Regions from separate parts of the Arachis hypogaea genome. Here region 2 is linked to region 1. A link is a contact called in public Hi-C data. All regions are on one chromosome and are shown on one strand. The core of a region is the stretch at or near the end of the contact, and the rest is flanking DNA. Distances in the headings are between cores, read along the strand shown.

Region 1 (6,254 bases), core at 2,763-5,262:
GCACAGATATAGAAACGAACTCACATTGCTGTGTACAACAGAAAGTCGCAACACAGACCAACCAACAGAATGCAGCTTTCTACACAAATTAGGTCCCAACTGATCCTCAACAGTGCCAAACCTGAGCTATGGAACAGAGTAAACATATGGAGAACATCATCAAAATAGTTGGAGAAAGGATTATAAGAAAATAAGAATTGCACTGCAAAGCATAGTACTTACAGAAACTCATCTCCCACAGCAATGACCGAAGCTGTGAGCATACTGTTTTTATGCAAATCTAGGCTACTCAAGCCATTGCTATCAACAGGACGTTGTCCACAATTAGAAGAAGATAGCCTTTTAGCCCTCCCTGCCCTCTCTAATCTTCCATCAGCAAGCAAATATGCTGGTTTAAATTTATCGGATGAATCACTGGTGGATAATAATGAATTGGGAACAGTGTCATATATGCTCCCAATCGAAGTATAACTGCACAACCAAAAAACGTAATAGTCACACCAAATTTCTATGAATGAACATAAACAACTTAATGTGAATATGGTGGACCAGTAAGTTTATTTAGTTTCCTTAGGTCAAAGATCGAGCAAATTTATGAAACCATCCAATTATTCTCCATGTTGCTAATATGGGGGAAAGCAGGTTAAACAAAAAGGAAAAACTATGGCACACAGGTATATCAAATCCAACAAAGAAGGTCCAGCACATATACTGAATATTACCCTTGATCATAAAGGCTGCAATAGTTCACCTTGCAAGTTAAAAGGAAGGCCCATACATCTCTACATAAAAATACAAGGCAAGTCAATATCATAATGAAAGTAATATTATGACATTCTAAGAGCATCTACATAAACAATAAAGGAAAAGAACAAACAATATATATTTCCAAGTGATGTGCCAATAGTTAACGCAAAAGTTGAAGGAAGGTAATCAAATCATTTCCCTGATGTATCAAGCTACTTTAGAAGATGAATGATGACAGTTGTCAAAAATCTTCAGGATTCAGGAAAACATAGTTAAAATTAAAAAACTAACTGAGATTTAAAAATAAATAAATAAATACCCTTTGAAAAGTTCTGAATACTGAAAAGAAGGAAAATTATATAAAACAACTATTAAACTATGGCAACAAGCAAGTTTTCTTCCACCAAGTGGGATGAACTACATTGATTAAGCAACAGCATTAAAGATTTATGAAAAATTACATACTAGGCAAGAATTGACTAGAAATATTGTATGGCTGTATCCAAAAGGGAAAAGCTTAGATATGTAGATGAAAATGAGTGCTCAAAAAGAAGTTTGGAAATAGCTAAGACCTAAGAAGTGGTCCACCTATACTATAAGTGGTACTACTGCCCAAACAACCAATAGCCACAAAGTTTCATATCTAACTTCTATCTCTAGTACTACTGTTTCAGGAACAAATGCATTTCAGCCACCACTAATAAATAAGTATGTGAAGGTAGACACTTTCAGTGTGAATTTTATGATTAAATGAAAGGATTATTGGATAAGACGATAAGTTAGCACCAATCACACATGTGGTTATAAGAGAACCATGTTTTTCAGATCATTATTGTGTTCACTAATCTCAAATTAAAAGAAACTAAGCAGTAAAGAGAAACACTTTATAACAAAGGACCAAACCTGTATGACCAATCTAAAATGGGATTCACTCTCATAAAAGCTGGCCACCCAGGTGAACTAGGGGAGAATTGTTCCTGGCCAACCTGAAAGATTAGAGGGCACATATAAATAGAATATTCAATATTCCTATTTTCAGAAACCATGCTAATCAAATGTTAGTTTAAAGCATAAAAGATGCATTTTGGGATTAATGGTATTACTGACAATGTTACTCGACTACTGCATTGGGAACATTTTGAAGCTTTAACGGCATGTAATGTAATAAGCTACATTTAGAACATTGAAACTTATTATGTAACTAATTTTTTCCTCATAACGTATATCTATGATAAGTATAGACATCGCTTTTGATTAAGGATTGTATATGCAAAATTTTCTCTTTTGTAAATTGCTTCTAGATTTTGCTTTTAAAAAGTGTCAAGCATCTGAGTAAAATCTTATGACGTAGAATAACAGAATGGGCTTTCGCGTTTAGGAGTCAATAAATCAGAGAGAAAAAAAAAACAAGACAATTGAAAAAGGCCCTCTCATGGTGAAACAATAGGAATACCGCAGTAGGGTCTCCAATTCGAACTCCAAGGAAAATTGCTCGAATTGGCTTCTCCTTTAGCAAAGCCTCCAAACCAGATTTAAAATCTGTGCAAATGGTGTCAATTTGCAAACCATAGCTGCTCAAGAACAAATTATCAGAAAGAAGAAAATATCTCTTTTCCATGTTATCTACACTGCAATTACAATTCAAAGAATAATCAAAAGTATAAGGAAGAGAAAGCTTCACTAACGTGGCAGCTGTATCATAAGTGAATGAGTTAATTTCTGGGAAAGCACTAGGAGTCTCAAAATATATTGTTCTAATTGGAAAATCGTTCAGATCCCCATTGGCACTATTTTGTCCCCCTTTATGCAAAAAATAGCCCGCCCTAAGTAGATGTAACAAAACCTGCATGTCAAAGCTTATTGTCACATTAACAAGCTCATGAATACTGATGGATGATTAAAAAAAAAGAACTAAAATACACATGTTAAAACTTACCGTTGAATCCTTTCCACCATTGAAACTGAAAGCAACCTCTTCAATGCTGTATGAAGAAACACATTAATACATGCAGCACCAGTAAAATTACAATGATGAGATTGAAAATTAAGATCACCATTTTCTTTTATAGTTCAATACAGGCATGACCGATAAATCTCTTCGACTAACATAGACCTAGCAAAACCTTGTCCGCACACCATCAGCCATTGGTTACATTTTCATTAACACGGAAATTCCGGTGACTATCTTCAGGCAGCCAATCATTTCCAAAAAGGACAATACAACCGAGGAAGGAAATTCAATATTACCCAAGAATTTTGACAAAATAGATCCAACATGAATCAAACATCCATCCACATTGAGTGTATATTCATCTTTCTAGTTAAAACAACTACAAACCAACCAATAAATAAAATCCAATCCCAGACTCAAATCAAGCTCTCTAAGTCTAGGATAACAACCACCCAATAAATCAGCAAATCCCAGCTCATAGTCATAGAAATACTTACGAATACAAAGCCAAAGCTCTCTGAATAACATAGGTGGCGTTATTGTACTTGGTTTGAAGCCTTCTATCGCTACACTCCCTGATTGCTCTGTCGATCTCCATGGTGACCCGCAAACACAGAAACCTGAGAAAAGAAGGAAAACAGAACAATTGAACACAAAAATTACAGCAAATGAGACTCCAAAAAGATTACAAGTTGAAGCTGTTTGGTGAAAAGCAAACCAGGGTTTTCGTCAAAAAGAGATCTTCTCTTCCTTTCTTTCTTTTTCCCGCAAGTTCGAGATCAGCCTGCGGGGGAAGCTGAGGTGTCAATGAAAAGCAGTGTTCTTCGTTCTTGTGATTGAGAATTGAGAAGTGAACAATGATTATCCCCTTTTGGAATTTGGAATCAAAAGGGGTTTAGGGGAAAGAGAGATTTTTTTTTTTCTCTTCTTTTCTTTCCCTTTTGGAATTAAGAATTGGACATGGGAATTTGGATGGCGGAGGTTGTTTGTGTGAGCCACAAAACGGAAACTGAAATAACAAGAACGGTCCAACGTTTTGTTTTGTGTGCGAATTGTGATGTTATCATGTGTGTGCGGTTTTTGGGAATTTGAGCAAAGCACGTATGATATGAAATTAGGGAATATCCTTTTCAAGACATTCTAACTTCGAAGCAAATCATATATAAACTGCTTCCGTATTAGTCCCTCATAAGTCATAATTTGCACTTCTCACTTTCATTCTCTTTCACTAATCATAACGGAGAGAGATTCCGGATAATTTCTGTTCAAATTCAATTTCCTTTCTTTTCCCTAATGATTGGATTCAGTAATATATTTATGGCTTTGTTTTTTGTGGGAAAAGTATTATCCGAACCTTGATGGACCAGATGGAAAGATGCTATTTTAATGGCCAGAATTGCATCGGTACGAGATTCATTGGAAATTATGTATTTGATCCAAAGTTTGATAAAATTATAAACCGGTTCAACTTGGTTTGGTTTCATTTAACTCTTATGACTCGGTTTATTAGTTTTTTGGATGAAATGGGTTAACTTTTTTGTTCATTATGATATCTGGATCGTGGGCTACCATTATCCCCCCAAAAAAACGTGTGAAACAAGACCCAGACCCCAAAAAAGCACACATAATTATCATCGACGTTCTAATAGTCATCATTCGCATGGCGGTGATGAAATGGAGAGGAGATTTGGTGAGGTGAGGCATCGGCACGACGTCGGCCACTTAGGGAGAGCTCCGTAAGCCCATCGATGGAACTCGATGCCAATGAGAGGGTTCGAGGATGGGAGATTGAATGGTGGAGGTGTTTGACGGTCTAATACAGAGCGGCGACGGCACCTAGTGAGCGTTGCAGATCTTGGGAGACAGGACACAGCCGCTTTGAAGACACAGCGAAACTATGAGGATGCGGTCGCGTGAAACGGTGTTTCGAAGAAGAAGTTCGTAAGACAGCGGTAATGGAGGTGGAAACGAAGATACAAGACCCGCGTGGAGGAGAGGAACTTGTGTGGGGATGGGGAAGTTGTTGAATTCGGGTTGGATCATCGTAATGGACTTGGACTCCCGTCGAAAAAAAGGGCTGAATACTGTTCCACACGTTAATAATGTTATCCCAACCCTCCTGTACAACTGGTCAAGTAGCACTTCTATATAGACAATTGGACATGTACCTGGAAATTCTTGATGCAGATGCAAATGTTGTGATATTCAATCGCAACTGATTTCAAGATTAACCTTAATTTGGTATATGAGAAATATTTATCTGTCCTTATTAAGTCGTTGTATTTACACCAAAAGTTAAAAGACATAAAATGCACAGAATTAATAATGGAGCAACCAACTGAAGTAAAACAGTACTAGCAAGTGTAATGTAAGCATTGCTAATGGAATTCAGTTTGGGTGACCAAGCTGCGACGCAATAACAGGTCGCAGTAGAAGGCATGAACATTGTACGCAAACAACACCCCTGCGATATGTGGTTAATAGTAACTGTATCAAGAAACGTAGTACATTGTTTTCCCAGGAATGAGTACATCAGGTAATGAAATTCTCAAAAAGTGATACATAAAGATAATCCACAAAATACAAGTCTGGTTAACAACATAAGGATAGCAAGATTCAGGAGCTTGCAGCGTCGTTGCTCCATCGGACCTGCAGTACTGTGACTGGCTCAGTTGACATGACCTCAAAGATCCCACACCTCCGGGCTCGAATTTGCACAGGCTAGCAAAATGTGCCTAGCCTCCGGAGATGACCCCGAAGCTACCGTCTTGCTTGCCACTAAATTTGGTGTAGGTGGCCTCGACCTCAATGTGTCCGTGTGATAGGATGAGTGTGTGTCTCTGACCAGTGAAATGGCTCAAATGAGGGACATTTGGCTGATTATAGCATAGCAATAGATCATTAATAGAGAAAAAACTTATTGACGAAGACACGTACAAGAAAATGAATTGGTGCCTTACCAACAGGTGGGAGGACAAGACGCGGCTAGTGAGGTCCATGACAAGGAATGACCATTTGGTCTTGTGTATTTCAGCTATCACTTTCGCCTTGTGTGACGAAGGATTGTTGATACAGCGGGCACGCCGGTAAGTACCTTTTGCTTTGTATGGCGGTTCCTCGGATGGTCGGGGCTGGTATGTGTTTTCGCGACCACCGAAGTCGAAGATACGTACTTGGAATTCAAAGTTGCCCTTGTGTTTGAAAAGAAGCATGGAGTCTAAATTAATTCGGTACGTCTGGTAGAACTCTGGCCAACCACGGGTCAATGCGATGCTACCATTTTGCTGTTATTTCCAGAAGCACCGATGGCCGATACCTAGAGGTGGCAATATGTACCCTACCCACAGGTACCCAACCCGACCCCACCTGATCGGGTAGGGTTGCCAACCCGATCCGCAGCGGGTAGGGTAGGGTGCGGGTAGAGTTCTCGTGCGGGTCGGGTAGGGTGCGGGTTAAGCCTCAACCCTACCCGACCAACCCACACTCTATATATGTTTATGTTATATACTTATATAAAAATATGTTTTAAGTGGATGTTGAATCAAAGACCTCTCAC
Region 2 (6,254 bases), core at 1,528-4,027, 120 kb after region 1:
CTTCTTAGAGCCTAGGCCCATATGAAGGTGCGAGTGGACAGTAAGCATCGTAATTTAGAGTTCCAAAAAGGTGAGTTTGTGTATGTGAAGCTCCAGCTTTATGGTCAAAATTCAGTCGCTTTGAGGAATAACTGGAAACTATCCACACGCTATTTCGGATCATTTAAGGTACTACAACATATTGGAAAGGTTGCCTACAAGTTGGAGCTACTGCAGACCGCAAAAATTCACTCAGTCTTCTATATTTCACTGCTCAAGAAGTGTGAGGGTTGTCCTAGTGCAGCTAACATTCCAAAATCCTTGATGATTGATGAAAAAGGATTCAAACTTCTACCAAAATCTTGTACTTGGTCACTGGATGATCAAAAGGAATGACAAATGGCATGAGGAGGTCTTGATTCAGTAGCAGCATCTATCTGTGGAGGAGACTACTTGGGAATTTTATGAAGAAATGCGATGCCAGTATCCCAACTTTGACTTTGAGGGCAAGGTCATTTTCAAAGGAGGTGGTAATGATACAAGGCATGAAGGGAAAGTCGTTACAAGGGTCACAAATGGGAAAGAAAAGCAAACTAACAAACCATAACCAATTGAAAGAGAAGTCAGAAACGTGACTGGGAGTTCAAATAGGGAGAGCTGTAGCTAGAAAAGGCAAAAAAAGTTGTGTGTCTATTTTCTTTCTAGAATCCTCTCTCCTCTAATTACTTCTATTCTTACTTTCCTCTTTAATCTCTTTCTTCTTACAGGTAAGTCTGAACTACGTTGAATAATACCCCCTTTAAAGAACACTCTTTTTATCTCTTGACTATATTTTCGTGATCAATTATTCTTATCATTTTTATTGGATTGTATTAAACCTATTTTTTACCATTACTTAATTCATACTCGTATTCTTTTTCTCAATTTGGCTTGCAATCATTATCAGAAAGTCAACCCAAAGTAAATATATATAATTCTTTAAAAAAAATAATCCAAATATGATATATATATAATTTGTTTTACTATTATTATTAAGAGAAAATTTTACTCACCTTCCCTGTGAGATGCTAAAATGACACTTCTCTCCCCTCTATTTTATAAATGTACACTTTCCTCCCTTCTAACTTTTAAGAAACCTCTTCTTTAATCAATTTTAAATTTTTTGTGTTAACTAATGTTAACTTTATCCATTTTTTAAGAAAAAATAAATTATTTTTTAAAAAAATATCCATTAACAAAAATTTTATTTTTATCATTAAATTTTGCTTACCAAAATATTCTTTAATAAATTATTCTTTTATTAATTAAATTGTATTTTAAAAAAAAAATTTAACAAATATATTATTTTTTTAAAATACCCTTCAATAATTTTTTAATTATTAAATTATAATTTTACTAAAATTTTTGTTAATAATTTTTTTATATTTTACTATTAATTTTTTGATATCTATATATATTATTTTAACATTAAATAAAAAATTTTAGTAAGATTATTTTTCAATATCAATATATATTAATTGTTATGCATATTAACAGTAGTAAGATTTTTTTATTTAATATTAAAATAATATATATTGATATCGAAAAATTAATAGTAAAATATAAAAATAATTGTTAACAAAAATTTTGATAAAATCACAATTTAATAATTAAAAAATTATTGAAGGGCAGGTATCTTAGAAAAAAATAATTTAATTACTAATTTTTTTAAAAATATTTTGGTAAAAATACAATTTAATCAATAAAAAAATAATTTATTAAAGGGTATTTTGATAAGCAAAATTTAATGATAAAAAATAAAATTTTTACTAATGGGTATTTTCTCAAAAAATAATTTATTTTTTCTTAAAAAATGGATAAAGTTAATATTAGTTAACACAAAAAATTTAAAATGAATTAAAGAGGGGGTTTCTTAAAAGTTAGAAGGGAGGATAATGTACATTTATAAAATAGAGGAGAGAGAAGTGTCATTTTAGCATCTCGCAAAAGAGGAGGAATGGAATTTTCTCTATTATTAATTCTATTCCATTAGCTTTCATGTGTTTTAGCTAATTAAAGCCTTAAAAGGAGAGGTCTTATTAAATGATTATTAAAAATACATTGAAAAAATTTAAGTATTGACAAAAAACAAATTTAAAATATGAAAGTAATAATCAAAATATTATTAAAATTATGTCTAAATTAAAGATCTGATTTTCACACCATTTTTTGTAAATATACTTAAAAAAATGAAATTTTTATTTTTATAGGCCAAGTGATTTTTCGTTTGGCAGTTTAATTTCTACAAATAGCTGAAAATGTGACCCAAAAACTTTCAATCAATTGTATAGATTGTTAAATCAAAGCATTATATTTAAAAACAATCCTAAAAGTTTTGTACCTACAAAGACAATACCTGCAAGTACTCTATGAATATATATATTTTCAGCTTATAATTATTTAACCAAACTTATAGTAAGTTTTAGACAAATCCATTTGCATCCTTATTTATTAAAAGATATGCAAATTTAAATTTTTTTAACAAAATAGAATAATATGGTAAATAAAATATGTCACGATTATTAAACTTGTCTAACAAAAATCGGTTTGAAATTCTCTTGAGATATTACTCTATTTTACATGTAATGTAATATTAATTTGTTCATGTTAAATACCATGACTCAAAAAGAAATTATATTCCATTCGTGTATATTTTTACCGTGAGTCGCTGAGACATATCAATATGGTGACCCTTCATCCACTAGTTATATGCATATTATGCTGCATAATACTAGGCCTTTTTTTTTTTTCCTTTCGCAAACACAGATTTTTGTTCCGCTTGTTGGCCAACAAAATACTGAAATAGTATTGGTTTAGTGGTTAGTCTAGCCGCTTAAGTAAGTGATACGAGTCGAATCCCTTATGTATATGCAGCAATATATTGGTCAATGACAAATTTTAAATAGAACTCCAACTTACAATAGATTAATTCTTAGCATATCGGATTAAAAATATGGTGGACAAAAACAAATAGTAATCATGTGTACGGTTAAATAACTCTTGATTGATATACTGTGTTAATAACTTAATATGAATACCTGGTGGGTAGAAACACGGGCCTTGTACTCTCAAATATTGGGCCTATGTCTACTTTTGTTTATGCACAACAAAATTAATATTTGGCCCCTTGACGGAAAAAAAAAATATTTGACCAGCATTTTCAATTGTTTATTCAACTCTTTTGTTCTAATAACCTTCTACTCAAACTCAAGGTTCTCCAAATTGAATCGACATCGAACCATTTTATCTCATGATTTATTAATTTAGAGGTTTAACTAATTGAATTGTGGTTCAAATAAAATAGCTTAAATGATAACACAATAATATATAAAATTATAAATAAATATACCAAAAATAAATATTTTATAATACAAATCTTAAAAATATAGAAGCTAAAAATATAATATCAATCAAAGTCTTATATATGTAAATACAATACAATAATAAAATTAAAAAAAAGAAATAATCAAATATCAAAAATAAATATTTTTATATACGCATAAAATCTATGATTTTATATATTATATGTTATAGAATGACAAAGAATAAATACACGAAAAAATATTTATCACTTTAATTGTATTTTAATTTTTAATTTTTTAAAAAAATATATTTTATATTATTTAATTTTTAATATATACATAATTTAAATTAAATGTATTATATTAACATCTTAAAGATAAATAAATTTATGATAAAAAATAAAATAACATAAATATTACTTTAATTGTATTTTAGTTTTTAAATTGTTTTCTTTTTTATTTAAAAACAGTGTGTTTTATATCTTTTAGTTTTTAATATATACTTAATTTAAATTAAATGTATTATATTACATCTCAAAGATAAATATATTTTATGATAAAAAATAAATAACATAAAATAACATAAATATTAAAAAATAATCCTATGATATGAAAATAGAAAAAGCTTGTTTGTTGGGTTTTTTTTTTTTTGGACTTAGTTTGTTGGGTTTATATTTAGTCCAATTACCCAAACACTTAGCAAAAATGTCCAAACCACTCATTAAACCTAATTCTGGACGGTGACGTTTGTGGTGGCATAAAAAAAGGTGGCTAAGAGTGGATAAAGCTTGACTGACCAATACCTGTTGGACACTTGATATTTGACAAGAAGTATAAATAAAATTTGGACATCAAAAAATTAGACTTGTGATATGAGCCCTAGATTTGGGCAAAAAATTGAATAAGGTAATATTAATAGGTCGAAAAAATTCGTAGAGTCAATAAAATTTGATGATAAATTATTTTTTTGTTACCCTAAATACTAAATAAATAATATTAGTCAATGAAAAATCAAAAGCAAGCTTACAATTCATGAGTGGAAAGAAAAAAAGAAAATTGAAGATCAAATTTATTCGAATAAATAGTAAAAATAAAAAGAAATTATTAAATTGATATTTGATATGAAATTTTTATAAAATGAAGTGGTTTATATTGAGATACAAACTTTGAATAAATTTTTGTCAATTATATATCAATATTGGAGTTTAGGCTTTAGGTTTTATTTGTATAAATTTTTTTTTGTTTATTCTAAAAATTGAAAAAACAAAAAGAGCAAACAAAATTATACTTTACAATTTTTAGAATAAACAAAATTATGTATTATCCTATTTTTGGTTTTCTTTTTATTTTAAAATAAACAAAAAATAAGACAACAAATCATTATACTTTACAATTTGCATAATAAACAAAATTATTTATTATCCTATTTTTGGTTTTTTTAATTTTAAAATAAACAAAAAAAATAAGATAATAAATCATTACACTTTACCATTTTAATTCTTGTATTGAAAAATTTGGATATCATTCTAATTACTTACCGTTTGAATGATTTTATTTCTTCAACTTATCACGGGACTACAAAGTACAAACTAATACGAATTATTTAAATTATTTGATAGTAAAAAATGTTAAGCAAAAAAATTATTTAAAAAAAATTGTTTTAAACAAATAAATCTAAAATAATTTTATTGTCAATTCATGTTATATTATTTAATTTTCAACAACTCAATATTAATACATTAAGAAAAACTTTTAATTAATACTAGTATAAAAAATAATTTTAATCAAAATTAGAACTAAACCCGAATAATTAGAGTATGCTATGTAAACTTAAACATTATGAATGTTTTTTAAGATAGCAAATATTAGAGACAAAAAGGGCGAGCCAGGGGAAAAAGAAAAAAAAAACCCTAGCAGAGAAAGAGTACGTACTCCGTACTCAGAGAGAATGAGAGAAGGAGAGAGCGGGAGAGAGCGTTTGAGGGTGAAACACGGTGAAGAAGATGGCCATGCCATCGAAAGAGATAAGGGGGAGAGTGTGGGAGGGTTTGCATCAGGTGTGAAGGAGGGATCAAGTAAGGGCGACCTTAGTTCCAGGGTGACTTCCAAGATTTCGTTCCGTGACAAGGTTATTGGTTCTACGGTAGCCACAGGGATAAATCGGGCTGAAGCTCTAGATGAGGATTCCATGGCAGTGGTCACTGGAAAACAAGGAGATCCTATGCCTCCAAGAGTTTGCTTCTCCGAAGAGGCTAGGAACATCCTTTCTCAACCATACAAGGAAGCAATTGTGATTAAGGTTCTTGGAAAAAACCTTAGTTACACGGCCATGTTTCATAAATTGAAAGGGGTATGGAGGATCACCGGTGGATATGAAATCTTGGATGTGGGTTTTGGGTACTTCCTCGTTAAATTTGATCGCATGGACGATCGAGAGAAGGTTTTACTAGGGGGGCCATGGATGATCTTCGGTCACTATATTGCGGTCAAGCCATGGACACCGAATTTTAAACCTTGTGAGGACACTTTCGGGGAGACTATGGTTTGGATTCGAATCTCTGGTTTGAGCATATGGTACTATCAGGATAAAGCCATGATGAGAATCGCTTCTGCTGTGGGAAGACCAGTCAAGGTGGATCTGGCTACTAAGTTGGCGGAAAGGGGAAAATTTGCTCGGGCTTGCGTGCAAATTAATCTTGGTTTGCCGGTGGTCCGGAGTGTGATTGTCGATGAGTTTGAATATAAGGTGGAGTATGAATGCTTACACCTTATTTGTGACAAGTGCAATTGTTTCGGGCATCCAGCAACTGACTGCAGAATGACCCTAATAGATTCGGAAAGGGTGGATCGAAAGGAAACATCAGTGACCGAGACGGCAGCCCGGGTGGTGCAGCCACAGGAAGCTTCAAAAGAGAAAATTTTTGAATTTGGATG

The links. A called contact is a pair of places that touch in the nucleus more often than the background predicts.
Region 2: a contact with region 1 is called in a Hi-C map of leaf, with 4 times the contacts expected there. The contact joins the enhancer-like site here to the promoter of LOC112754202 in region 1. A contact is called at or near these places in 2 of 8 Hi-C or Micro-C datasets (both in leaf).

Annotation. Positions count from the first base shown.
Region 1 is chr16:49,875,955-49,882,208 of arahy.Tifrunner.gnm2.J5K5, forward strand. It overlaps LOC112754202, which reads right to left and starts at 4,013. Exons shown (of 17, transcript XM_025801767.3): 1 at 3,417-4,013; 2 at 3,196-3,318; 3 at 2,684-2,729; 4 at 2,433-2,590; 5 at 2,201-2,318; 6 at 1,651-1,733; 7 at 723-782; 8 at 223-471; 9 at 25-121. The coding sequence starts at 3,296.
Region 2 is chr16:49,993,759-50,000,012 of arahy.Tifrunner.gnm2.J5K5, forward strand. No RefSeq gene overlaps it. Among protein-coding and RNA genes, the nearest start is that of LOC112760920, 20 kb to the right of the region's middle. Within about 2 kb of position 2,778, at least 2 of the 3 cell types and tissues checked have open chromatin away from gene starts, as enhancers often do.